Regions from separate parts of the Mus musculus genome. Here all the other regions are linked to region 1. The links are chromatin contacts, called in public Hi-C and promoter capture Hi-C maps. All regions are on one chromosome and are shown on one strand. The core of a region is the stretch at or near the end of the contact, and the rest is flanking DNA. Distances in the headings are between cores, read along the strand shown. Region 1 holds the start of Nicn1 (nicolin 1). Region 2 overlaps Prkar2a (protein kinase, cAMP dependent regulatory, type II alpha). Region 3 holds the start of Camkv (CaM kinase-like vesicle-associated).

Region 1 (3,526 bases), core at 274-2,773:
CACTGGATCATTTCCCAGGAATCCCTCTTCCCACCACACATACACAAAGAGAGGGTGCCTCTGTGTAGTCTTGGCTGTCCTGAAACTTGCTCTGTAGACCAGGCTGACCTCAAAACTCAGAGAGATCTACCTACCTCGGCCTCCTGAGTGCTGGGATTAAAGTGTGTACCACCACTGCTAGGTTTAATTTTAAGCTATGTGTACGCAATGCACAAGGGGCTGTGTAGGGGTATGTACACATAAGTTCAAATTTCCCTAGAGGCCAGAAGAGAGCATTTAAGTTACAGGCATTCATTGGAGCCTGATGGGAGTTTTGGGAACTAAACTTCATTCTCTGGAAAAGTAGCAGGGGCTTTTAACTGCTAAGCCATCTCTCCTGCTGCATGGACTGAAATTCCTGACCATACACCTCAGATTCTTTAATGTTCCCAAATGCCTCAATATAAAATGTAAAAGGAAAACTTGGTAGGTTGGCATGATAACACATACCTTTAATCCCAGAATTATGGAGGCAGATGGATCTCTCTGAATTTGAGGTTTGCTTCATCTACATCTGTAGTGAGATCTTGTCTCAAAAAATAAACAAATCCCAAACCAAGTATTTGCCTCTTCTCCGGTCAATCAATTTATTGACTGTTTTGCTTTTTTTTTTTTTTTTTTTTTTTTTTTTTTTTAGCTAGGGCCTCACATAGCCCAAGCTAACCTGAAACCTACTACATTCATGAGATTAGCCTTGAACCTCTGATCTTACCGATTCTGCTTCTACCTTCCAAGTGCTGGGTTAACTAAAGTGTCACCAATGCCTGGCATTTTATTTCTTAACTAAATTTTACAATTTTGGTGGGATTACAGGAGTGAATCAATACCTTGTGACCCCACTTTGTTTGTTTGTTTGTTTGTTTTTGAGACAGGACTGGCTTGGAACTCTCTTTGTAAATCAGATTGGTTTTAAACTCTCAGTGATTCACCTGCTTCTGACTCTGCCTCCTCAATGTTGGGATTAAAGGCTTGCACCAATATACCTGATCTGGTTTGTAGTTTTAAAAATACCATAGTTCCGAGGTCAGGAAAAGGTGCCATATCCCTTAAGTTGCCATATACCTCGGGTTGTACCCAGATGGATCTTGTGGATGCTATGGAGAAATAATTCCTTTGTGTAACATCCTTGGCTGTCCTGGAACTCTCTGTAGACCAGACTGGCTTCGAACTCGGAGACCTGCCTGCCTTTGCCTCCCAAGTGCCGGGATTGAAAGCGAGTGACACTAAACGCCTGATTGTTTTATACATCTTAACCTAATAAAGTAGCAGAATTTAAGTGAGGGATAAGACAGCCCAAAGCATTCTGGATCCTTTGGATAAAGAACGGCTCGACGGTTGCCCGGAGCAGCCCGGGAGGGACTTACAGACGCGAGGATGATTGGTTGAAGAAGAACTTCCGTTGACATTTCCGACTCTTGACCCGCCCTGATCATCGGTGATTGGCTGAACTGTTACAAACGTTATGTGGCCTGGGAGTTGTAGTTCTTTTGGTTGATAAGGGACGCCAATAAGAGCTAGTGGTTGGATGGAGACTGTGAGCGGTGATTTTGCTTGGTTGTAATCTCCCAAATCATGTCCCGTGTGTTGGTGCCCTGTCATGTGAAAAGCACTGTAGCCCTGCAAGTGGGCGACATGAGGACCTCTCAAGGTCGGCCTGGCGTGCTGGTCGTCGATGTCACTTTTCCCAACATCGCGCCTTTCGAGGTGAGCAACCCCCCATATAAGCGATCAAGGCTTCTGGGCGGGGAATACCTAGTAACTTGGGCGTTTCCTAGGCATTTACACAGCTTCTACAGTGTCTCTTGCTTTTGCGAATTGGGCCTATTCAGAAGCATTTACAGTCTTTATTAATAAGCTTTATTAAATAGACTAGAGTTTCCCGTCCTATCCTCTTCAGCATCTCTTCCCAGTGCCCAGGATATCACTGGAACTACAATTTGAATCTCAGTACAAGTGAGAGGATATTTGATTTCGGCCGTAGCTGCAATCGTCAAACAATGATGCAAACGTACCATTCCAGTGGCCCCTGCCACAGGTCAGGTGCAACCTAGCCTTCATCTAGGTCCTCCTGGTGACTTGTTTCCAATCCCTAGTTGTTCTTCCATTTCAACTGACAGTGACAGGGCGTTGCATGACCTCAACACAGGACAAAGGCTACCTCTAATGGCATAGCATCCTTCCCTTACCCACCCTCTTGGCTCTATGTGCTTTGTATTACAATATGTCATTCTCTCGCAAGATGTTGCTTCCCAACAATCTGGGGAAACCTAGTTAATTGATCCGACCCTGGAAAATCTGAGTCAGTGTGTTTGAGGTGGATCTTTGACATCTATATTTTTATTTACTTATTTAATATTTTTATTTTAAAAAAGCTTTATTTTAAATCTATGAGTGTTGTTTTTGCATGTCTGCATATATACCTTGTGCATGGCTGGTACTAGTAGAGGCCAGAAAAAGGTTCTGAATCCTCTGGAACTGGAGTTATGAACAGCTGTGAGGTGCCGTGTAGGTGCTGGGAACCAAACCTGGTCCTCTGCAAGAGCACCAAGTACTCTTCATTGCTGAGCCATCTCTCTAGTCCTGATATCTGTGCTTTTGTGTGTTTTGTTTTGTTTTGTTTAAGTTCCATAGGTGATGCTGGTGTGCATCGAGATGGAAACTACTGCTATGGCAGTTGGTACTCTAGGCTCCCCAAACCCCTCCAGTGCAGGATCCTACTATTCTTCTTTTTTGCTGTTGCTTTTTGTTTTTCGAGACAGGGTTTCTCTGTGTAGCCCTGGCTGTCCTGGAACTCACTCTGTAGACCAGGCTGGCCTCAAACTCAGAAATCTGCCTGCCTTTGCCTCCCAAGTGCTGGGATTAAAGGCGTGGGCCACCACTGCCCGGCCCTACTATTATTCTTTTTTTTTTTTTTAAAGATTTATTTATTGTTATATGTAAGTACATGGTAGCTGTCTTCAGACACACCAGAAGAGGGCGTCAGATCTCATTACAGATGGTTGTGAGCCACCATGTGGTTGCTGGGATTTGAACTCAGGACCTTCAGAAGAGCAGTTAGTGCTCTTAACAGCTGAGCCATCTCTCCAGCCCTCTTTTGTTGTTGTTGTTGTTGTTTGTTTGTTTGTTTTACGAGACAGGGTTTCTCTGTGTAGCCCTGGCTGTCCTGGAACTCACTCTGTAGACCAGACTGACCTCGAACTCAGAGATCTGCCTGCCTCTGCCTCCTGAGTACTGGGATTAAAGGTGTGCGCCACCACGCCCAGTTCCTACAATTATTCTTATTCTGGTCTAAATCTGCTAATTCTGAGAGAGAGATGGAGAGAACTTCTGCTAGTACCAGGCTAAAGGACATACTCAGGTTCTCTCACTCTGGTACTTTTTAAAATTTGCTACTTTTGGGAGGGGTGGGGATCTCAAAAATCCCAGAGTGGCCAAGAATAGGGGAAGCTTATCATGAACTTCTGATCCTCCTGCCTCTACCCCTCAA
Region 2 (3,526 bases), core at 722-3,221, 430 kb after region 1:
TCTGCCAGATATATCTACCCATCCCTTGCCAAAGGGGTCACCATACTTCTTCCTAAATAGCAGAACACTAATCATTTTCGTCACAGCTGTAGCTCTGCAGTCTGATATCAGCACACTTTGACCTGAATACTCTGATGTGCACATTATGAGCTAGAGTTCAACTTATATATGTTTCTAGTTTGTCTAGAAGTTGAGTCTAGGACCTCGCACATGCTAGGAAGTGCTCTAGGTCTCCTGGGTGGCCTTAGATCAGTTTGTAGAGCAGGATAGCTCAGCCTCGAGGTTTCTTATTTTTTATTTTGAGACAGCATCTCCCTGAGTTGCCTAGGTTGGCCTGTGGCTCTCACTGTAACCCAGATAGTCCTTGAGGATCTTCATACCTTAGCCTCCCTAGTAGCCTGCACTATCAGACCTGGTGGTAAATGCACTACTCTTTAGTATAGTGCATAGTCTTCTGTGTATCAGGCTTGACAGATGCATGCACAGGTGATCTTGACTCTAATCAGATCCTATGCAGTTTTCTATCTAACCAGATAATCTAATCTAATTGCCATGCCTTTTCATGATTCATGCTGCCTCTACCCATTTGGAGGCAATTACTGTTTTGATTTATTTTATAATTGATTATTTCATTTATTTAAAAATTTCATATAAATAGAATTATGCCACATATATTATTAATATTTTTTTTGTTTTATTTTTTGAGACAGAGTCTCAAAATGAGTTCCTGGCTGACCTGGAACTCACTTTGTAGACCAGGCTGGCCTTGAACTCAGAAATCCACCTGCCTCTGCCTCCTGAGTGCTACGATTAAAGGCATGTGCCACCACCATCTGGCACAACATGTATTCTTAATATGAGCTTCTTTCCATTTCTAGTTTGCTGTTCGCTCCTGCTCATTTTGTAATTTCCTTTGTCCTCAGCTTCCGCCACTCCTGCCTTCTGTTTCCTCTTCATGTCCTTCTCTGCTCCCCTTTTCTCCTCTTTTCTTTCTTTGTCTGTTTTTCACTATGTAGTCCCAACCTAGAATTTATTACTTACTATGTAGCTCAGGCTGGCCTTGAACTCACAGTCTTCCTGCCTCAACCTCCTGAATATTGGGAGTAGAGAAATGTACCACCACACTGAGAAGATAATGCCCATTTCAACAAGTCTTTGTTGTGTTTTTTTTTTCCATTTTGTATTCCGTAATGTTGCCAAGGGCAAAATTGTGGAGTTGTGGGAGCTGGAGATATAGCTTAGAGGTTAAAAGCACTGACTGCTCTTTCAGAGGTCCTGAGTTCAGTTCCCAGCATCCACATGTGGCTCACAACTGTCTGTAATTCAGTAGCTATAAGACATGAGGGCCTGAGTTTGGATTCCCAGTACCCAGATAAAACTCCAACATGGTCCCATACCTTTATGACCGTCGCACAGTGGGAGTGAAGACCTGCAGGTTCCCAAAGCTCACTGGCTTCTCAGTCTAGCCTGTCCATGAGCTCTGGGCTCAGTGAGACCCTGACCCCACAGATAAAGTAGGGAACAATCTAGGGAAGACACTCATATTCACCTCTGGCCTCTGCATGCATGGACACACAAATACAATGCATTTCCAAATATAAATGGACACCCAAGGTTTAAATTTCAAATTTACAGTAAAGTCAAAAGAATAGAACCATGAACATGCACCACCACTGCCCAGCATAACATGTGGTTTTGTTTTTTTTGTTTTTTTGTTTTTTTTTTTCAAAGTTGAACCTGTTCATATCCTTGTTTGTTTTTAAAGTTTGTTTATTTAATGTATGTGAGTACACTGTCACTGTCTTCACACTAGCAGAGGGCATCAGATCCCATTATACATGGTTGTGAGCCACCATGTGGTTGCTGGGAATTGAACTCAGGACCTCAGGAAGAGCAGTGTTAATCGCTAGACCATCTCTGCAGCCCCACACCCTGTGTTCTTTTTATGATGTTCTTTGTTCTCAGTTGAGACACATGCTGTGCTTGATTGTGATGGCTTCGCTTTTGTTTCCTCTGGAGTATTGACCCTTTCCCTGACACCTCCTGTCAGTTTCTAGGGAGTTACAAGAGAAGGTGCTCAGAACAAGGCCCTCCTCAGATCTGGCCTGAGATGTTGCTTAGTTTGGATTATATGAGAAAATTTGAATGTATTGCCAGTATTTTTTTTTCTTTTTCTCTTTTTCTTGGCAGCATTTAAGTAGAAAATTTCAGGGAATGTCAGTCCATGTTTTCCATGAGTGTGGATGGCACACAATAGTAAGCATTCTTTTTTAGTATGTTAACTTGTACGGTAGTCCACACCCATGGGGCTTTGGAATTAAAGATGCCTTTTGAAGCACAGTTACTCTGACAGAAATTACATGGAATGTCGCAGAAATAACATAATTTCTCTCTTAAGTTAAAGCTAGTATTCTTTTCTTTTTTGCACTCTGGTCCTGAGACTTGAACTTAGGACCTCACATACTTGAGATATGTATTCTGTGACTAAGGTGTTCTGTGCATGTATGTGAAGGGGCATATTAGAGGTGCATGAGTATGTAGAAGCTAGATGTCAGCCTCAGGTGTCATTCTTTAGGTACTGTGTGCTTTTTTTAAACATGGAGTTTTGGGAATGAAACTCAGGTTGAATGAGCCATTTTTCCTGCCCCTAGCCCATTTTTTTGAGATATGGTGTCATGTAGCCCAGGCTGTCCTTGAACTCATTAAATAGCCAAGGATGGCCTTGAAATTCTTTTCCAGATTTAAGACCAGTGTTTGATCAGAATATAGTAGTATTGTATTTATTCATATAGTTGCTTTCTAGTTATGACATGTAATGTTGGTAAGTACATAATTATATATGTTATACATAATTGAAATATATATGTATATTTCCTGTCCATTAGAGACTACTTAATAAGCAACACTGTAGCAAAATGTTCTCCTTACATCTGCCTCCTTAGTCGTTAAAATTGATGAGGTAGAAATGAATCTTGTTTTAGAAGTTAGCTGTGAGTGTAGCAGAGTATAGAGCTGGCCTGCTCAGGTAAGGTGCCACTCTACAGTATAACTAACCTCTGAGGCCATCTGCTGTAGCGGTAGTTTCTACAGCGCCTTGGCTCCCAGCAGGTCGGGAGCAATCTGGATTCAGGAATGAAGGACACACACATACACACACCAGTTAATTTTTGACATGTTGTGATTAGCTCAAAGACTGGGTACTCCTAAACTCTCCCCTGCTGGCAAATTCTCCTCTGTTGCTCCTGAGACTCGTAAATCTTCCCCTGCTACCCCAGGCCCAGTTGGGGAAATGGCCACTTCCCTGAATTCTTCCATGACTGGTTGGCTTTCTCTCCTGCAGCTCTTATGCCCCACCCTTCTCCCCTGAGTCATGATGATTCCCCCAGTTCCTTCCACGCAAATCTAAAGGTGCTGCCTCAGTCTGCCTGCACAACCATTGATCATTGGCTCTTTTTGATCCATCAAAAACCAGCTGGGGACAAGGATCTTCAGTGTTTGGATACACAGATACCCTATTTTGGGGGCC
Region 3 (3,526 bases), core at 534-3,033, 350 kb before region 1:
GCATGATCCAGACCCTTCTCTGTCCTGCTCTTCCAGCCCGATTCAGCCTCCAGCCAATATCAAGCTTTGTGTCAGACGGGAAGGGGAACCACAGCTCGAGGGACCAGTTGCTGCTTCCGTGCACATATGCCGGCAAGCACGCCTGGGTGCACACAGAGCACAGACACACACATGCCCGTGGGCATCGCTGCATACACTGTGCTGCTTCCATCTCCCTTGGTATAAGCTAGCACACATTCACGTGTATGCATATACCCTGCCACGTGCTGTCACCCACGTGCACACAGTGTGCACAGGATCAAGAAGTGGAATACTGCCAGCAGCAGGCAAAGCTTTAGGGAGCCACCCCTTCCACTGACTCTAAAGCCATAATCCAGGTTCTTGGCCCCATTCTTGGATAGATTGTGATCCTCAAGAAAGATAGAAGATGTGTTTGAGGTATGTCGGTTCTGCCAGCCATGTCTTGGCTACAACATAAACTTGGAGGCTCATTGTATTAGGGATAATAGAAAAGACTGCATGCCAGGCTTTTCCTTCCTTCTGCAAACATTAGTTGAGCATTGTGAGATTAGACATAGGCTCTGTCAAGTTTGCCAAAAGGTTCCTATCCAGTACTGGGATGGATGTTAATGGCCAAGACTCTTCGTACTCAGGGGCCCAGATACAATGATAACATGGCCTAGAGGAAGTGACCAGAGTCGGGGAAAGACATGAAGAACTCAACAACCCTTCTGGAAGAGGTTATCCAGAAACCCTGAAGCAATTTCTCTGGCAATCTTCTGGCTTCAGCCCCAAGTTCTTCACTTGTTGGGTCCCATCTGTCCTCAGCTATGGGTGGTAATGCAAATAGGCTTGCTCAACATGTGACCCTGTTCCCAGGATGGCTGGGCCGGGCAGATCACTAGCAGGGTAAGATGGAATGGAGCCTGGGTCCAGACAATGGAAAACCTAAATGTGGCCTTTATTTATTGTCTCAGGATGGTCCTCAGGACTTGATGGGCAGTGGGATGGACCTTCAGTCCTCTTGCCTCCTTGAGAAGGGACAGAAATATGGTTAAGAACTTCATTGGAAATTCCTTCCTAGTACTTCCACAATACCATAACCTAGCCCAGGTCACCTGGGTCATGTTGCTTAGGAAATGTTTAAGGATTATTACAAAGAGAAGAAAGCAGACCCCATGCTACATCATAGGTGACTTTTAGTTTGGGAAATTCAGAACTATACAGAGGGGACTGACTGAGCCAGCCATGAGGCTGGTAATTTAGTTGGGAAAGATTTTGGCTTCACAGGAGTTGGATGTAGGATGGTCTGAGGGCCTCACTGTCTTGTCATTTCCAAATTGATCACAATTGCACACATAGTCCTGTGTGTTTATTCCTGTCTAGGAGGTGCTCCAGGGACTGCCCATGTGGTTCTAAGTAGATCCAACCCTTTGGATCAGGGTTGGGGAACTGGGCAGGGCCCTGGTCTCCTGCAAACTACTTCTAGCCAGGAGACTCCTGTGCAGTTCCAGGACTCAGGTTCTTCTCCAAGTCCTCACTCCTAACTCCTTACTTCGGGATTAGGAAGGGCCCCTTCGCCTCCTGTTGCTGGGTTTTGAGTCTGATGGCCTAAGTGAGCCTAGCAGGTGTTCGCCGCCAACCTGCATGCGCCCTCCCTCGAGTGGGATTCCAGTCTCCGGGTCTGCCAGGGTGGGGGCGGGCCGGGCGAGGAGGCCCCGCCCCCAGCCCGCCCCCGGCCCGGGGTGCGAATCCGCTGCCAGAGAGCGACTGGCGATGCTGGAGGTTCTGGAGTCGAAGCGGCTGCAGCTGGCGCCGCGTCTGCCCCGCGTGCCCGGAGCGGATTCTGCCCGCCGCCCCCGGAGCCCTGCTGAGCGGGTTATCGCTTCCTGCCTGTGACCGACCAGCTTTGCAGGTGCGGAGCAGGGAGGGCTGGGCCGGTGGGGAGGGCGCCTCCTGGATGCACGTTGGGGGGCCTTGGGAGATTGTTTCCCTGGTTAGAGAATCCCCGCGCAGGATGCGCGCGATCACCGCGAGGACTCTGGGGGTCCCAAGCAGGGGCACAGCGCACCGTTTCTGCAGATGCGAGGTGGGGTGGCGTGCGGGGTTGGGCTAAAGTTCCCCATTACCTCTGACGGCTTGGGAGGGTCCCAGAGAAAGCCTCTGCAGCTCCGAATTGTAAAAAACATAAACCCTCGAAGATTCGTGGTGCCCCTTATAGGGGTAAAGGGCCAAGGGCCGAGCGGTCCATCCTCGCTCCTAGAGCGGTCTTCAGCCCCTCCCCAACTGCCCCTGGGGGCCCCCTCCCTCTGGTTTGGCAGTCACTAATTTCCATGACAACGGAGAGTTCTTTATGGGCGACAATCCGGAGGGGGCTGGGCGGGGCTGCTGCGGGGCTGGGGGAGGAGGTTCTAAGCCCGAGTGGACTATTGGCCCCCAAGCTAAGTTCAGGCTTCCAAGCCTTCTGAGGGTCTTTTGTCAAGGGAGGTGGGGGCGCAGCGCACTGACACACGTGCGAGGTGGGGGTGCGGGGCGCACATGTTTCTGCTGGGAGGTGCGGGGCTTGCTGCTCACACGTGTGCCTCCCGCATGTGTGTTGCTGTGCCAGCGGGGGCGAGCCAGCAGCACTGGGGAAGGGGGTCAGAGTGGTACCATGGTGAAGAGCAGGGACTCTGCCTGGAGTCGCAGGGGACAATTAAAGCGTTAGCCTCTCTGTCTTTTTCAGCTTGCTATTGCTTGACAGGAGACCCTGGGCTTTTGAGCCCCAGCCCCATGAAGGGCTGCCAACTGCTCCCCGACCCCAAACCTGTTCTAGCAGGTTCCTTCCTAGAGAACAGGGCCCCCTTTTCCTCACCAAAAGCTCCTAGCTGGTCTATACGACTCTAGTGGGTCTTTTGCACACCAGCCTCCAAACACAGGCTCAGGCTTTGGGGCCCCCAGGACCACCTTTGCAGAAGTAGGCTGGCTTCCCCTCCCCCTCTGAGTTGATTACTGGCAGATTCAGTGACTTCTGAGCCTCCCTTTCCTAACTTGGAAATTAGTATCTCCATTCCCTTCATAGCCAGGATGGGACAGAGGTCTCCCTTTTTTTCCCCTCATTTAGTGTGGATCCCCAGGCGCCCTACCCTGGCTCTGTATATATCTGCTGCAGGCCCTTCTCTGTGTCTTCATTCCCTGGTGGCTACCAATTAGCCGGCTGGTGGCAGTCCTCTGCTCTGTTCAGGGAAACTGAGACCTGGGGGGTGTTGGTGTGCCTTTGTCTTCCTGTTTCTGGCTTGCTCATGGTGCTGTTTTGGCTGCTGCTTTTGGCCATCCTGAGATCTGCCCAAGACTGAGGCTGGGATGAAGAAGGGCCCTGGAAACCCAAGGCCTGGAGAGTTCAGCTGACTGAGGTGGAGATTGCTGGGGACCCTGGGTAAGGCTGGGCCAGCCGAGACGGCTTCTTAAGGAATTAGGCAGGCTTCTTTCTGGGTGTCTATCCTGCAATGCCAGTCTTTTCAACTTTTGGACCTCTTCGCCTAAGCGG

Evidence for each region. Promoter capture Hi-C pulls out the DNA fragments that hold promoters and counts their contacts. A called contact is a pair of places that touch in the nucleus more often than the background predicts.
Region 2: a Hi-C map of reprogramming fibroblasts shows a contact between it and region 1, with 4 times the contacts expected there. The contact joins the enhancer-like site here to the promoter of Nicn1 in region 1. A contact is called at or near these places in 5 of 484 Hi-C or Micro-C datasets (granulosa cells, reprogramming fibroblasts, transition I germ cells and 1 more) and 3 of 9 other capture datasets (adipose tissue, liver and pancreatic islet).
Region 3: a contact with region 1 is called in a promoter capture Hi-C map of fetal liver, with 2.7 times the contacts expected there. The contact joins the promoter of Camkv here to the promoter of Nicn1 in region 1. A contact is called at or near these places in 16 of 39 promoter capture datasets (the 3T3-L1 cell line, 3T3-L1-derived adipocytes, the C10 cell line and 13 more), 1 of 15 datasets of contacts at CTCF or cohesin (the NIH/3T3 cell line), 1 of 115 datasets of contacts at active chromatin or transcription factors (large pre-B cells) and 4 of 9 other capture datasets (adipose tissue, liver, macrophages and 1 more).

What each region holds. Positions count from the first base shown.
Region 1 is chr9:108,288,920-108,292,445 of GRCm38.p6, forward strand. Nicn1 (nicolin 1) reads left to right here and starts at 1,524. Exons shown (of 6, transcript NM_025449.4): 1 at 1,524-1,743. The coding sequence starts at 1,612.
Region 2 is chr9:108,721,995-108,725,520 of GRCm38.p6, forward strand. All of the region lies in intron 4 of Prkar2a (protein kinase, cAMP dependent regulatory, type II alpha), which reads left to right. Among named protein-coding and RNA genes, the nearest start is that of Gm24259, 15 kb to the right of the region's middle. Within about 2 kb of position 1,972, at least 2 of the 459 cell types and tissues checked have an H3K27ac peak or open chromatin away from gene starts, as enhancers often do. A contact at or near this core is called in reprogramming fibroblasts, where this site is marked.
Region 3 is chr9:107,934,137-107,937,662 of GRCm38.p6, forward strand. Camkv (CaM kinase-like vesicle-associated) reads left to right here and starts at 1,784. Exons shown (of 11, transcript NM_145621.2): 1 at 1,784-1,915.